Regions from separate parts of the Mus musculus genome. Here regions 2 and 3 are each linked to region 1. A link is a contact called in public HiChIP or PLAC-seq data. All regions are on one chromosome and are shown on one strand. Each heading gives the region's core, a stretch centred on a gene start, on an enhancer-like site or on the middle of the called end of the contact. The rest is flanking DNA. Distances are from core to core; before and after follow the strand shown. Region 1 holds the start of Serpinb9b (serine (or cysteine) peptidase inhibitor, clade B, member 9b). Region 2 has its middle 16 kb from the start of Serpinb1b. Region 3 has its middle 18 kb from the start of Serpinb6b.

Region 1 (4,084 bases), core at 1,167-3,666:
GAGATAACAGAAAAAGACTAAGGTTGTTAATGAGATTTGGGAAAAGAATGAAGCTCTTCACCTCTCGGTCTGATTGAGACTCTTGCCATCCCAGTTACTGTGAAAGTAGCTGACATGCATACAGTAATCATTCTATGTAAGGATATTTTCAAAAGTACATTAAAACAGCAACCATGCTTATAACCTAAGCCTGCATGATCATTCTCCTTGTCCAGATATAAACATGCAAATTCCTAAGAATCTTACAAGAAAACCTGTTTATAGTCCAAGAGATGTCTTGGGAGCCTTCTTACCCATACTTTATCATTCCTGATTATAATACCTATGTAAGGTACTCCTATTTAGGAAAAACGAGGAAGAGAGATTACACATAGGGAGCTGCTACTCTAGCCCTCTGGTATAGAAGCCAAAAGCAGCAAAAACATAGAAAACTTTGACTCCAAAAAATTCCCCAGGTGTGAGAAGAGGGAGAACACATTCCATCATGCCATCAAGCAGGAAGTGCACTGAAGATGATCTCAATAACTTCCTTAGGGGACATGAAGTTCATGGAGAAGAGTATTGCAGTGGGATCTGTGCTCTGTAGAGTGAGCACTGTTTTAAAGGGCAGATCCACGTTGAAACAGACTACACAGAGAAAATAAAATTGGGGGGCAGGAGGTGAAAAAAAAAATAAAAAAGAACAGAGCTTTCCAGATAAGAGAAAATAACATAGCCTGTTTTTGGAAGATGAAGAAGAGGATGGCAGGGAAGTCTCTGGAGAAAGCTGGGGTGAGGAAGGAGAAGCAGAGCAGAGTGGAGAAACTGTGTCAGAAGATATTAAGACAAAGGGGAAGGTAACAATGGGCCAGCGGTTTCAGTGATGTGGGACCAAACTGAAAAGTAGCCCCAAGAATGTGAGTTAAGATAGAAGATGGTCAAACTGGTTGTTGGTCAAAGCAAGGAAATAGGAGAAACAAAGAAATAGGAGGTTGAAATCCCCTACTGCTCGTGGAGGACAGATAAGGACAGAGGTTGCAGAGGAAGCCAAACCTTTCCCCAAGCAAGATGAGCAAGAGAGCCACAGGCTAAAGGTCATATAGCTGTGCTCACTCCCTGCTGGGTGAGGGGTTAGCAGACTCTTGTGGAAAATGGAGCTGAGCAGAGAAGATGAGCACTCTGGAGAAATCCAAAATGCACCCCAGTGGGCTTCAGGGAGGAAGAGTTGGGAGAAAAGCTCCCATCCATAGGTTATACGGAGAGCACGTGGAGTGGAAAGCTTTATCTAGACTGAGTGCACCACAGAGGTTGAAACTGTGTGAGCTCTCAGGCTCAACCAAACCAAAATTTGATATTGTCTAGGAGAAGTAAATGAATGATCCTGTAGACAGGATGAGCCTTTCCTGGGTCTGTGAAGTCCTCCTAATGTTCCTATTTCCTAGCAAGACTTCTTTCTGCCTGGAAGTTCTGCTTATGAGTTTGCCCTCATATAGCCTCATTCTTTGTAGTTTTAAAAGCTTGTCCTTAAATAACTAAACAAAGAAATACTGGCTCTCTATTAGCTATAAAGGAGATTGAGAGTTTCTCAGCAACTTTGTAAGATGTAACATCTGAGAGCCACCAAAGCCATACATGAAGCTACTGCTGAGTCACTGCAGCCATGCTCTCCTTGAGAGCCCTGCATGCTTGGGTGTGTCTCATTCTCTGTTTTCCTACTTTTCTTCCCTTTGTGTTTTACTCATTTTAAATATATTTGTGTTTGCTTCTCAATAAATCCAACTCCATCTCACACTGTCTCTTCATGAAATTTCTTTCTGTGCCAAATTCAAGAATGGTGGACTCACTTGAGTTGAGATTTCTGGACACAATCCAACTCCTACAGATGGCATCGAGTAGCAAGACTGTTCTCTGTGCCCCAGTCACAGCCACCTTGGACACTTAAGGCTGAGCCTCTGAAACATCAGGTTAGTAATAGAATACCACATACATGAGCACATATTCTGTTCACAAGAAATGCTCATGACTGAGGAGAAAAGCATGAAATGCATTAGTATTTGACAGGAGAGTAGGACTAGTGTTTAAGAAATTGGCTTTGAGCTGGGTAGTGGTGGCACACACCTTTAATCCCAGAACTTCGGACACAGAGACAGGCAGATTTCTGAGTTTGAGGCCAGCCTGGTCTGTAGAGTGAGATTCCCAGGACAGCTAGGGCTACACAGAGAAAGGGTGACTTGATTAAAAACAAAACAAGAAGAACAAACAAACAAACAAACAAAAGGAAACGGGCTTTGATACTGCGCACCCTCCATATCCCCCATGCCCCACCCCAAACCAAGAATGCTATCCAGCAATGATTCTCTTTGTCACACAGCAAAAACTCCTGCTATTTTCCCTTCCTCTAAGGGCCCACCCAGTTTTTTTTTCCCCAACCCTCACCAGTCCTCTTCTTGCAAAGGATAGAGCTGGAGGCAGCCTATCTCTCTGTAGGTGGCCAGAGGCACTAAACAGGAAGTCCCTGCCCTGAAGTGAATGAATAAAAGGCTCAGCTGAATCTGGAAGGCTGCTGTGTTAAGCTATAGGGGACATCCAGGCTGAAAAAGCTACATTGAGCAGCAGCTACTCAGGTAGGTTTTTTGCCTGGCTCAGATTGGGGTTGTGGGACCTCCATAAGTCAGTTTTAGAATACAAAGGCTGAATCCAGGAGGGAAACTCAGGAATATTAAGTTAGGGAAAGAGAGAGCTGGGAGCTGGTGTGTGATGGGTATTTTAAAAAGGAGACTCCAAGAGGAACCCCAGCTGGCCAAGTGTCAGGGAGGCTGATCCTGGGGACTGGGACCTAGGCTGTGTTGGCTCCTCTTCTACTAGTCAGGTTAGGGGCTGCAAGGTGTTAGCAGCCTCTTCACAGGCCTCCTTCCGTGCTTCTTCTCAGTACCTACAATTGGCAATTTGACTGCCTTAGCCTTCTCTCCTCCTTTCTTACAAAAGTGAACTCTTTTAAATCAGGTCCTTTTAAACATCTGGAGGTCTCTAGTCCAAATTTGAGCACTGCTCATTGCCATTTATAAAACAGTTCACTCCATGCTGACAGTAATCATGTCTTTGATGAATTTATCTGAGTAATCCCTTTATCTGACGCTGCTTCCAGGTGCTTACTCTTAGGGTGTCAGACATCTCCCTTAACTTCACAGAGATCCAGAATATGGACGATGGTGGACAGCAATCAGTAAGAGAAAGGTGACACTTAAGAGTAATGAGCAGACCCGGGGTGGGGCAGCTGCACTAGGGTAGGACAGCAGAGGCCCTGAGGCTGTCCTGTTCCAATGAAGTTGGAAGGGGGAGGAGTTTGAACTCAGTGACAGGGATGGGGTAGGAGAACTTCTAGGTGAAGTAAACAGCACTTCAAGGACTCAGAAGCAACTTTAAAGTGACCTAAGGGTAGGCAGGAATGCAGGAGGAGGGGCAAGCTGGGTTAGATGAGAGGACCACCTTGAGGGTAATTCATTTGATATAATGCAGCCCCACCTTTCCCTCAGAGCCCTGGGAGACTTCAGGGGAGGACCCAGAGGATCTAAGTATACTCCCAGGATGCTGTGTCCCTCTGTCTGAAGAGTAGGAAGAAGCATGGGTTGAGGTGTCCTGAGACTCCCGAGGCTTTTGATCTGTATTTTAGCACAGTACCATGCACTCTGAAACAGACTTCCAGGGTTCAAGAGTCATATGACAGTGAGAGCACAGTCATGGAATGCACAGTGACTCAGACCTGGGTTAAGGCATCTGGAGCAGTGACGTAGTCTGGGTCAAGCTGTCCATTTATCTGGAAGCTGAGGCATGCTCAAGAGAAAAGCAGCCTGGGTGTCTGCAGAGGATACAAGGTCTCCTGAGCAGTCACTGCAGGGGAATGCTCCCTGCTACACAACAGAGTTGATAACACCAGCCTGTTTTGGGGTGTCATTCAGCATCTCAGAGTCTTTCCTGTCTAACTGCAAATGGGCACTGTCTCATGAGATATCTGGGTATCTCAGGAGACTTATTCACAGGCAGAGTCCAGAATGCAGAGTTGCTGAAGGCAGGCTAGAAGACCTAGATGCTCCTGTCTGTTTTCTTC
Region 2 (4,084 bases), core at 836-3,335, 41 kb after region 1:
TTTTTGCAACTGCTCAACCAGTTGGATGCACCCACCAAACCTCTGCTGTTGCTCACTGAGGTGAGAGGGTTGTGGTGAGGAAACATTTTTAAAATGTATTTTTGAGCTTCCTGATTAACTTAAAACAGAGAGCAAGGCTGCAGTTTAAAGCACTCTCCAGAGATAAAAATGAATAAAAAAAAAATTAACTCACTCAGTAGACAATTTTGCCATCTTGAATGAGTTAAGTTTATCACTGTGGTGAGGACCAAATAGAACGTGCCTCAATTTATTTGAAAAGATCTGATCATTCCAAGTGAAACTTCAGCTTTGGTGGGAAAGAAGAAAATTAACTATACAGGGTACCTACCTTATCTGCTTTCTTTGAGGAACATGACAGTGCTTCAGACAAAAAGATCCCCATAATATTTTCTGGAAAGGAACTCCTGCACATATTTGAAGAGAAAATCTCATCACATTTTCGAAATCAACCTGCCATTCACTCCATTTGCACTCACTAGAAGCCTATTCAGTTCAAAGTTGGTGATGTTCCTGAGAGGCAAGAGAAGTTCACTGAACTTAGTAACAGTGATGCAGTGAATCTAGTGTATACCCAGAACTCACATGCAAGCAAGTATTTGGTGAGAGATCCTGCCTAAAAACCAAATGGAAAGCAACAGAGGAAGACACCAAATTTTGATCTCTGGCCTCCATATAAGAAAACTCTCTCTCTCTCTCTCTCTCTCTCTCTCTCTCTCTCTCTCTCTCTCTCTTTCTTTCTCTCTCTCTCTCTTCTCTCTCTCTCTCTCTCTCTCTCTCTCTCTCTCTCTCTCTCTTTCTCTCTCTCTCTCTCTCTCTCATACTTTGTATGGGACGGTAGGAAGACAGCTGGATGCCATCGCAGGAATTGGCAAGTTCCTGCTCGTCACAGGCTAAAGAGGTTTAAACTGCTTTAAACGACTTTGTTCTGAGGAGTGAGTTCTGACACGTCCTGCTTGAACAGAGCTGTCTAGAGAAGTTTTTCTTTAGGGTTCATTTCTTCAGGTTTTAGCTATCCAGGTACTCAGAGGTCACCACAGCCACATGCATGTGGGTCTTCATCCCTTTATTTCTGACTGGCATTGTATATATGGGGGTGGGGTGGGGTGGGATTGTATAGGTTTCTGCTTAGATTTCAAAAGAAGTCTTGGGAACCCAGTGTATGGAAGGATCCATTCCACTTCAAGAAGCCAGAGTCCATGTAAGAGTGAAACATATTCCACACTTCTCCAACTTCTGCTGCCTGGAAAAGCTGTAAACAAAGAGTACATTCAGCCTCAAAGAGAGAGATCAGGTGAACTGCTGCCAACCAATCCACAGGACTGGGACTGCCTAGGCCTGTTAGAGCTTGAGTCCTGCTCTCACACACTCTGGATGCCAGACAGGGCTGAGGATTTAACCTTTCTCTGCTAGGTTTTGTTCTCAAACTAGTCTGATCTCTCTTTACAGCTTCCCATTTTCTCTATTTGAAAGAGAAGTGTGCATTTGCCACCGTGTATTGGAAGCATGTGCAATGTTCTTTGTGGTTTTCTCTGGACTTCAACACCAAGAGTGCCTTGGCTCTCAGAGCAGACTATGTACTTGATAGTTTTACACTGTTGAAACTGTTAAGGGTATGGAAGATACATTTTGCAATATATCAGGGACATAGGCATTTAGGGACCAAGGAAAAATTACTGTTTTGTACTTTAAATGTTTTCCCCAAACTTATATGCTGAAGTGTTTCTTTCAACTGACAATAATGTAGGAAGACAGCAGAAACTTTAAGAGGCAGGGACTCATGGGGGAAGAAATGAATAGGGCATGCCTGTGAAGGAGATTTTGTCACCCAGACACTTCTACTCTGCATCCTTTCCTGTAGTCTGTACAGAGTGAGAAGTGTAGCATACAAAGGGCTCACTGCCATAATGCACTCTCAAGAATGCCCAAGAAAGTATGAATGAGCAGCCGCAGACTGAATCTCTGAGGTTATGAGCCAAAATAAACCTTCCTCTTTTGAGTTGCTTATTTTAGTTATTTTTTTGTCACACTGCTAGAATCTGATAGATACAGAAACCGCCCCTACAGTGTGTGCATGCTACAATGCTCTTCAGAGGCAGGGTTGTGGGTGGGGTGGACTGTTCTTGATTTGGCAGCAACTTCTGGTTTCCTTGAAAGGCAGAGAATCTTCACACAGTTTCTCTGAGTTCATATGTGCATTACTCCTGCTGGGTTTGCGTGGTCATGTTTCCTTGGTGACCTTCATCATCTTGGGCTCTTATAATTTTTCTCCTCCTCTTCCTCAAGGTTCCTGTGATCCTCTTCAATTTGTGTTTCCACTTTCAAGTGTTGTCTGTTTAGATCTGTACCCAATCTTTAATTGAGTTATTTGCTTTCTTGATGTCCACGTTTTTTGAGTTCTTAATACGGTTTCAGTATTACTCCCCTGTCAGGTGTGTACATAGTTGGAAAAAAGGGAAATCTTTGATATTGTCCTTACTCATACCAAAGCCTTTCTGTTTCACCATGTCCATTTATTGTTGATATTATTGTCTGTGCTAGCAGTGTTATGCTCAGAAAGTCTTTTCTTGTGCCAATGAGTTCAAGACTATCCCCCACTATTTATTCTATCAGAGTTAGTGTATCTGGCCATACATTGAGATCTTTGATCCATTTGGAGTTGAGTTTTATGCAGGGTGATAAGTTTGGATTTATTTTCATTTTTCTACATATAGCCATACAATTTGGCCAGCATCATTTGTTACAGATGCTGTCTGTTTTCCAGTATGTATTCCTGATTTCTTTGTCAAAAAGTTGGTGTCCATTAATGTATAGGTTAATTTCTGGGTAGGAAATGTGATTCCATTGTTCAACATGTCTGTTTTTGTGCGAACATTATACTGTTTTTATTACTATAGCTCTGTAGTGTAGTCTGAGATTGGAGAAGCTGAAATCTCCAGCACTTCTTTTATTATTCAGGATTGTTTTAGTTATGCTGTTTGTGTGTGCATGTGTGTGTATGTGTGTGTTTCTGTATGAAGCTGAAATTTGTTTTTTCAATTACTGTGAGGAATTGGGTTGGAATTTTTATTGAGATTACATTGAATATGTGGATTGCTTTGGTGGGAGGGCCATTTTTAGTATATTAACCCACCTTATCCTTGAGCATGGGAGATCTTTTCCATCTTCTGCTATCTTCTTCAATTTCTTCCTTCAGTGTCTTAAAATCTTTATTATACAAGTCTTTCACTTGCTTGGTTAGTTACCCCAACATGATCTTGAGGTTATTGATTTTTGTGACTTAATTTTGTATCCTCATATTTTTCTGGAAGTGTTTATTAGGTGTAAGAATTTCCTGGTGGGATTTTTAAGGCCATTTATGTATACTACCATATCATATACACATAAAGATACTTTGCCTTCTTTCCTTCTGACTTGTATTCACATAACCTCCTTCAGTTAGTTTATTGCTCTAGCTAAGAGTTCATGTTCTACATTGAATAGATATGGAGAGAGAGCACAACCTTGTCTTGCTTCTGATTTTAGTGAATTGTTTTCAGTTTCTCCCCATTTAGGTGAGGTTGGCTATAGGTTTCCCATAAAGTGCTTTATTATGTTGAGGTATGCCCCCTGTATCCCTATTAGAGCAGGAGGGCTTTTTTATCATGTAGGGTATTGAATGTTGACAAAGACCCTTTCTGCATCTAATGAGCTGGTCATGTGGTTTTTATGTTCCAGTCTATTAAAATGGTACATGGCATTTGTCAATTTATGTACATTGAACTCATCCTTGTATCTATGGGATAAGGCCTACTACTTGATGATGGTAAATTGAGAGTGGGTTGGAAATGGAGTTCAGGAAGGAGATCACCTACTCAGTTTCGCCACTTCACCAGTGGGTTTTCTAGGTATAGAGGTCCTGTGGGAGTTGGTGGCTCACATAATGGGATGTGAGGAGGGAGGAATACTGGGTCTCAGATTTATGGAGTCCTCAAGGAATGGAGGCTGTCTTAGTCAGGGTTTCTATTCCTGCACAAACATCATGACCAAGAAGCAAGTTGGGAAGGAAAGGGTTTATTCAGCTTAT
Region 3 (4,084 bases), core at 695-3,194, 45 kb before region 1:
GACTCATTTCTTATCCTTTGACTCATGTAAGTATGATCCTCTGCTATACATCAGTGCCTTTCTCAAGGATGAGAAATCCCATAGACTTGTGTCCCAGTCTCAGTGGAGAGATTGAGTCCAAATGTGGATATTCCATTACTATCCTGGTTGTACTTTCAAATTCTTGTTTTCCATTCCTCCAACTGCCTTTTCCTTACCTATATCCCCTTTCCTCCTTCAATTGTTAAAGCTTCCAATCATCTCTACAAACTTGTGTTTGGCTCATGCTGGACCCTCTTACTTATATGCAATGATTAAAGTGGCTTCTTAAAGTTTTAATTGGCATCTAGCTTTGCCTTTGACAGAGACCCTTGGAGGCATCAGATACAGAGGTGTGAGTGATGAAAGGGGGATCTCGGACTGGTTTCTAAAGCATCTGAATCATGGGATTGAACCTGATGAGGCTACTGAAAATGTGTGTCTAGGCCTGTGTGTTCTGCCTGTCAAGGTCCCAACCAAACTGAAGCCATTTTGAATAAAACTTCCATTTTCAATAGGGGCTCAAAGAAGTTTAATATCCCAAGACCTCCCTGAAATCCTGTTTGACATGAACGCTTGGCAAGTTGTCCCACTACAGATGAATAAAGCCGCAAATGAGAATAGAATAGTATACCACGAAGAAATGTTCCTAGGAAAGTCCCCTGTCCCTGAATCGTGATGGGTAGGAAATCAAACTGTAACTTGACAAAAACCCCACAAATGTGGCTTTTGTGATTTATTTTTATACTTAAAAGCTCTGTAATTTTTTGGCTTACAGTCACAGTTCAACTCCCAAGTCTGTTTTGCATCCCTGATCAATCAGTAGTGGCTTGATAGCAATAATCATTTATTTCCTGAACTGACTTTTCAGTTGTGTTGGATCACAAGCAGACCCTGAAACACCTCTTTTTCACCATTGCCCATAACAATAGCCTCCCATGATGTAATTCTCATATGTGGTCAGGATGTAAAACACAGATGTGATTATATATGTCCTCATCTTAATAAACTGTTTATGGGGGTGCCCCCTAGACTAAAAGAGAAAAAGAAACCCCAGTGTGAGAATTAATTTGGGTAGATCAACACACTCAGTCTCTGAATCATAGGATTTGGTATTTTTTCAAATGTCAGTGGAGATATAGCTGAATGCTTTCAGAGGAAAAGACCAAGGTCTCACAACCACACTATGGACTGTTACTCATTCCTGAAAACAATATACCTAGCCATATAAAGACATCCAAGAACCTTATGTGTATATTACTGAATTAAAAGGGCCATTCTATGCAATTAAAGTGATTTGACATTATAAAAAAGGTGAAACTACAAAGAGAAAAGATCAGTGGTTGGCAGGGTTGTGAGACTGATGACAGATGTCTCAGCAGAGCACAGAAGGCTTCAGCATAATGACTTTTGCTCTGCTCGATGATGCACAATGTTGGACACACATCCTCATCCAGTTGTTCCAACCCATAGATAATTAGGAATATCCAACATTGCAAAGCATATTAGCTATTTTACTTGTTGCTGTGTCAAAATAACTTAGAAAAGCAATTTAAGGAAAGAGGAATTCAGTTTTGACGCTCACGACTCAAGGTTATAGTCCATCATAATGTCAGGAACTTGAGGCAAGTGGGAACTTTGCATCCACATTTGGGAAGAAGAAAGCAAAGTATTTTCGGCTCAAATTCTTCTTTTTACTCATTTAAGACCCCAGCCCATGGAATGAGGCTGCCCTCTCTGGATAAGTATTGTTATCTCAATTAACCTAATCAACAGGTGTGGTTCATCTCCCACGTGATTCTAGAATCCATCAAGTTGAACATGTGAATCATCCCTCATGTATCACTCTGTTGTGGTTTCTCTTAGGCTCTGCCTTCTCATTTGTGTTTGTGGTCACTCTCTGGGCAAAGAGAATGTGATGACATTCAACCTTGGTGTGCACTACTCGAATCGAAATCACTGGGTGGACTTTAGTGTGCACATTAGATCAGTATGTTATATGAAAGGGAAAAATGCAAATAATGAGGAGATAAAAATTTAGATGACTTAGTTTCAGAACTAGAGAAGGGGCCCACATCAGCTTCATGACTAATAATGTCTATAGCTCACGTGTTGGAGTTGGTCTGGTGTTGGTGTATTTTCACACACATCAACCAGCTTTTGTTGTGCAAACCTTGCTTTAGTTAATGGGTCAATAAAAGGCTAAATCATATGATTGGGCGGTAGAGAGAGGAAGATGAACCTTCCTCATAGGGAGAAAGGAACTCTGGTGAGAATAAAAAGAAAGGCTTTTCACAAAGAGACACGAGCTGGGAGATGGATATGACTACAGGGCTAGAAAGTATAGCTAGCCACCTGCTGGATAAGTGATCAGGTTAACTAGATGAGCTAGTTGAGTGTATGCCCAGCCAAGGCATAGGCTTTGAGATATTATAAGGTCTTTCTGTGGTTATTTGGGGAAGTAGCTGTTTAAGGAGCAACTGTGTCTGTATTAATTTCCAGCATTAATTGATATATACAGAATATTAATCTCCTTTTACACTCACAAGACCAGTTAAAACTTGTCCTGTTCTGTTCAAGAACACTATAGCATAGGAGTGGAATGTTCAAGCACCTCAGAGCAGGATAAAGGATGTGGAGGAAGAGGAAAAACAATAGTGGAAAGGTCACTTGGAAAATCAGGAAAGTCCAAACTGAAGGACTAAATGTCACCACTGAAGAAAATAGAATAAGCTCTGTGTATGTTTGGCTGTGTAGAGGATAGTGTACTAATGACTCCTTGGGGAGAGTTTTGGGGTATATTGGACTGGAAGTCAAACTCCATGGAATGATGAAAGAACCAGAAGTGAGATTAAGTCATGGTTCCTAGAAGCAACTGGAATAGAAGGATGAAACAATAAGGTAGTACTCCAGGCACCACCAATAAAGGAAACATGATTAAACATTTAAATACAGGGCAGAGTGAGCATACTTATAAGAATAAGAACATGACTCCAGTGGATTAGAAAATATTAAAGACAGAGAGAGGGGCACATAGAGGACTTGTGTCAGGGAGATGGGCACTCCTCCATGGGCAGGATAAAGGAAACTCCCAAAACTCTTCCTTCCACAGTGAGCTGCCTTGAGATAGATGGCTCCTAAGCCTCTTTACCTACTCATGTTTCTCCACTGAGAGACAGGGGTGATGTTCATTTACGATTTCCTGGAGTAATGACCTTGACACACACCTGACACCTCAAAGATGGCTCCCATGAATTGCTTATGATGCTCCCATCTGAGTGCCTGAATCCATCTACAGTTTCTTGGTGGTCTTCCCTTTTTCTTCAAGCAGAGCAGCATAGACTTTGGAGTTGGTGATATGTGGGCTCAGACTGCATGTTTACTCTTTGATGCACAGGTGCTAGTCTCATGAGTTCCTATCTCACAGACCCGTGTGCTGATGACTTTGACATCCATGGGGGGCACGTTGCTTTAACTGAAGATATAAAGCAACAAAAACCCACCTGGACCAGATTTCAGATGTGCTGTGCAAGAAGCAGAGTTGTGTTTTTCAAAAGCAGCCATGTCTTTTGAAAGTCTGAGGTGTGGTTCTTTTGCTGAAACACTTTTTTTTTCTTAAGGATTTATTTATTATATGTAAGTACACTGTAGCTGTACTTCAGACACACCAGAAGAGGGTGTCAGATCTCGTTATGGATGGTTGTGAGCCACCATGTGGTTGCTGGGTTTTGAACTCCGGACCTTTGGAAGAGCAGTCGGGTACTCTTACCCACTGAGCCATCTCACTAGTCCGCTGAAACACTTTTGAAGGTAGATCATACCTATTTAGATTTAAGAGCAGTGCTAAGGAAGAAAGAGATGAGAGAGAGACAGAGAGAAAGAGAGAGTCAGAGAGAGGAAGAGAGAGAGAGAGAATTAGAGAGAGAGAGAGAGAGAGAGAGAGAGATGCCAGACTGCATAGTGCCAAGGCAGAGCCCTTTGAGGCAAATGGCAAATGGAAGAGGGAAGAGATGGATATCCAAGGCAGGCAAAGGAAAAGTCAAAGATGGCTGTTGTTCTGAAGGAG

What was found. HiChIP or PLAC-seq counts read pairs in DNA pulled down with a chosen protein or histone mark.
Region 2: a contact with region 1 is called in a BATF HiChIP or PLAC-seq map of CD8 T cells, with 13 read pairs. The contact joins the enhancer-like site here to the promoter of Serpinb9b in region 1. A contact is called at or near these places in 1 of 39 promoter capture datasets (macrophages), 3 of 15 datasets of contacts at CTCF or cohesin (CD8 T cells, the NIH/3T3 cell line and large pre-B cells), 5 of 484 Hi-C or Micro-C datasets (LSK cells, frontal cortex, liver and 2 more), 7 of 115 datasets of contacts at active chromatin or transcription factors (CD8 T cells, effector CD8 T cells, embryonic stem cells and 4 more) and 5 of 9 other capture datasets (adipose tissue, bone marrow-derived macrophages, embryonic stem cells and 2 more).
Region 3: a BATF HiChIP or PLAC-seq map of CD8 T cells shows a contact between it and region 1, with 11 read pairs. The contact joins the enhancer-like site here to the promoter of Serpinb9b in region 1. A contact is called at or near these places in 2 of 39 promoter capture datasets (macrophages and second pharyngeal arch cranial neural crest), 2 of 484 Hi-C or Micro-C datasets (liver and nephron progenitors), 3 of 115 datasets of contacts at active chromatin or transcription factors (CD8 T cells, embryonic fibroblasts and pancreatic cancer cells) and 4 of 9 other capture datasets (adipose tissue, embryonic stem cells, liver and 1 more).

Annotation. Positions count from the first base shown.
Region 1 is chr13:33,024,998-33,029,081 of GRCm38.p6, forward strand. It overlaps Serpinb9b (serine (or cysteine) peptidase inhibitor, clade B, member 9b), which reads left to right and starts at 2,417. Exons shown (of 7, transcript NM_011452.3): 1 at 2,417-2,603.
Region 2 is chr13:33,066,241-33,070,324 of GRCm38.p6, forward strand. It overlaps the pseudogene Gm18316. Among named protein-coding and RNA genes, the nearest start is that of Serpinb1b, 16 kb to the right of the region's middle. Within about 2 kb of position 2,086, at least 44 of the 459 cell types and tissues checked have an H3K27ac peak or open chromatin away from gene starts, as enhancers often do. A contact at or near this core is called in CD8 T cells, bone marrow-derived macrophages and memory CD8 T cells, where this site is marked.
Region 3 is chr13:32,980,942-32,985,025 of GRCm38.p6, forward strand. No RefSeq gene overlaps it. Among named protein-coding and RNA genes, the nearest start is that of Serpinb6b, 18 kb to the left of the region's middle. Within about 2 kb of position 1,945, at least 9 of the 459 cell types and tissues checked have an H3K27ac peak or open chromatin away from gene starts, as enhancers often do. A contact at or near this core is called in CD8 T cells, where this site is marked.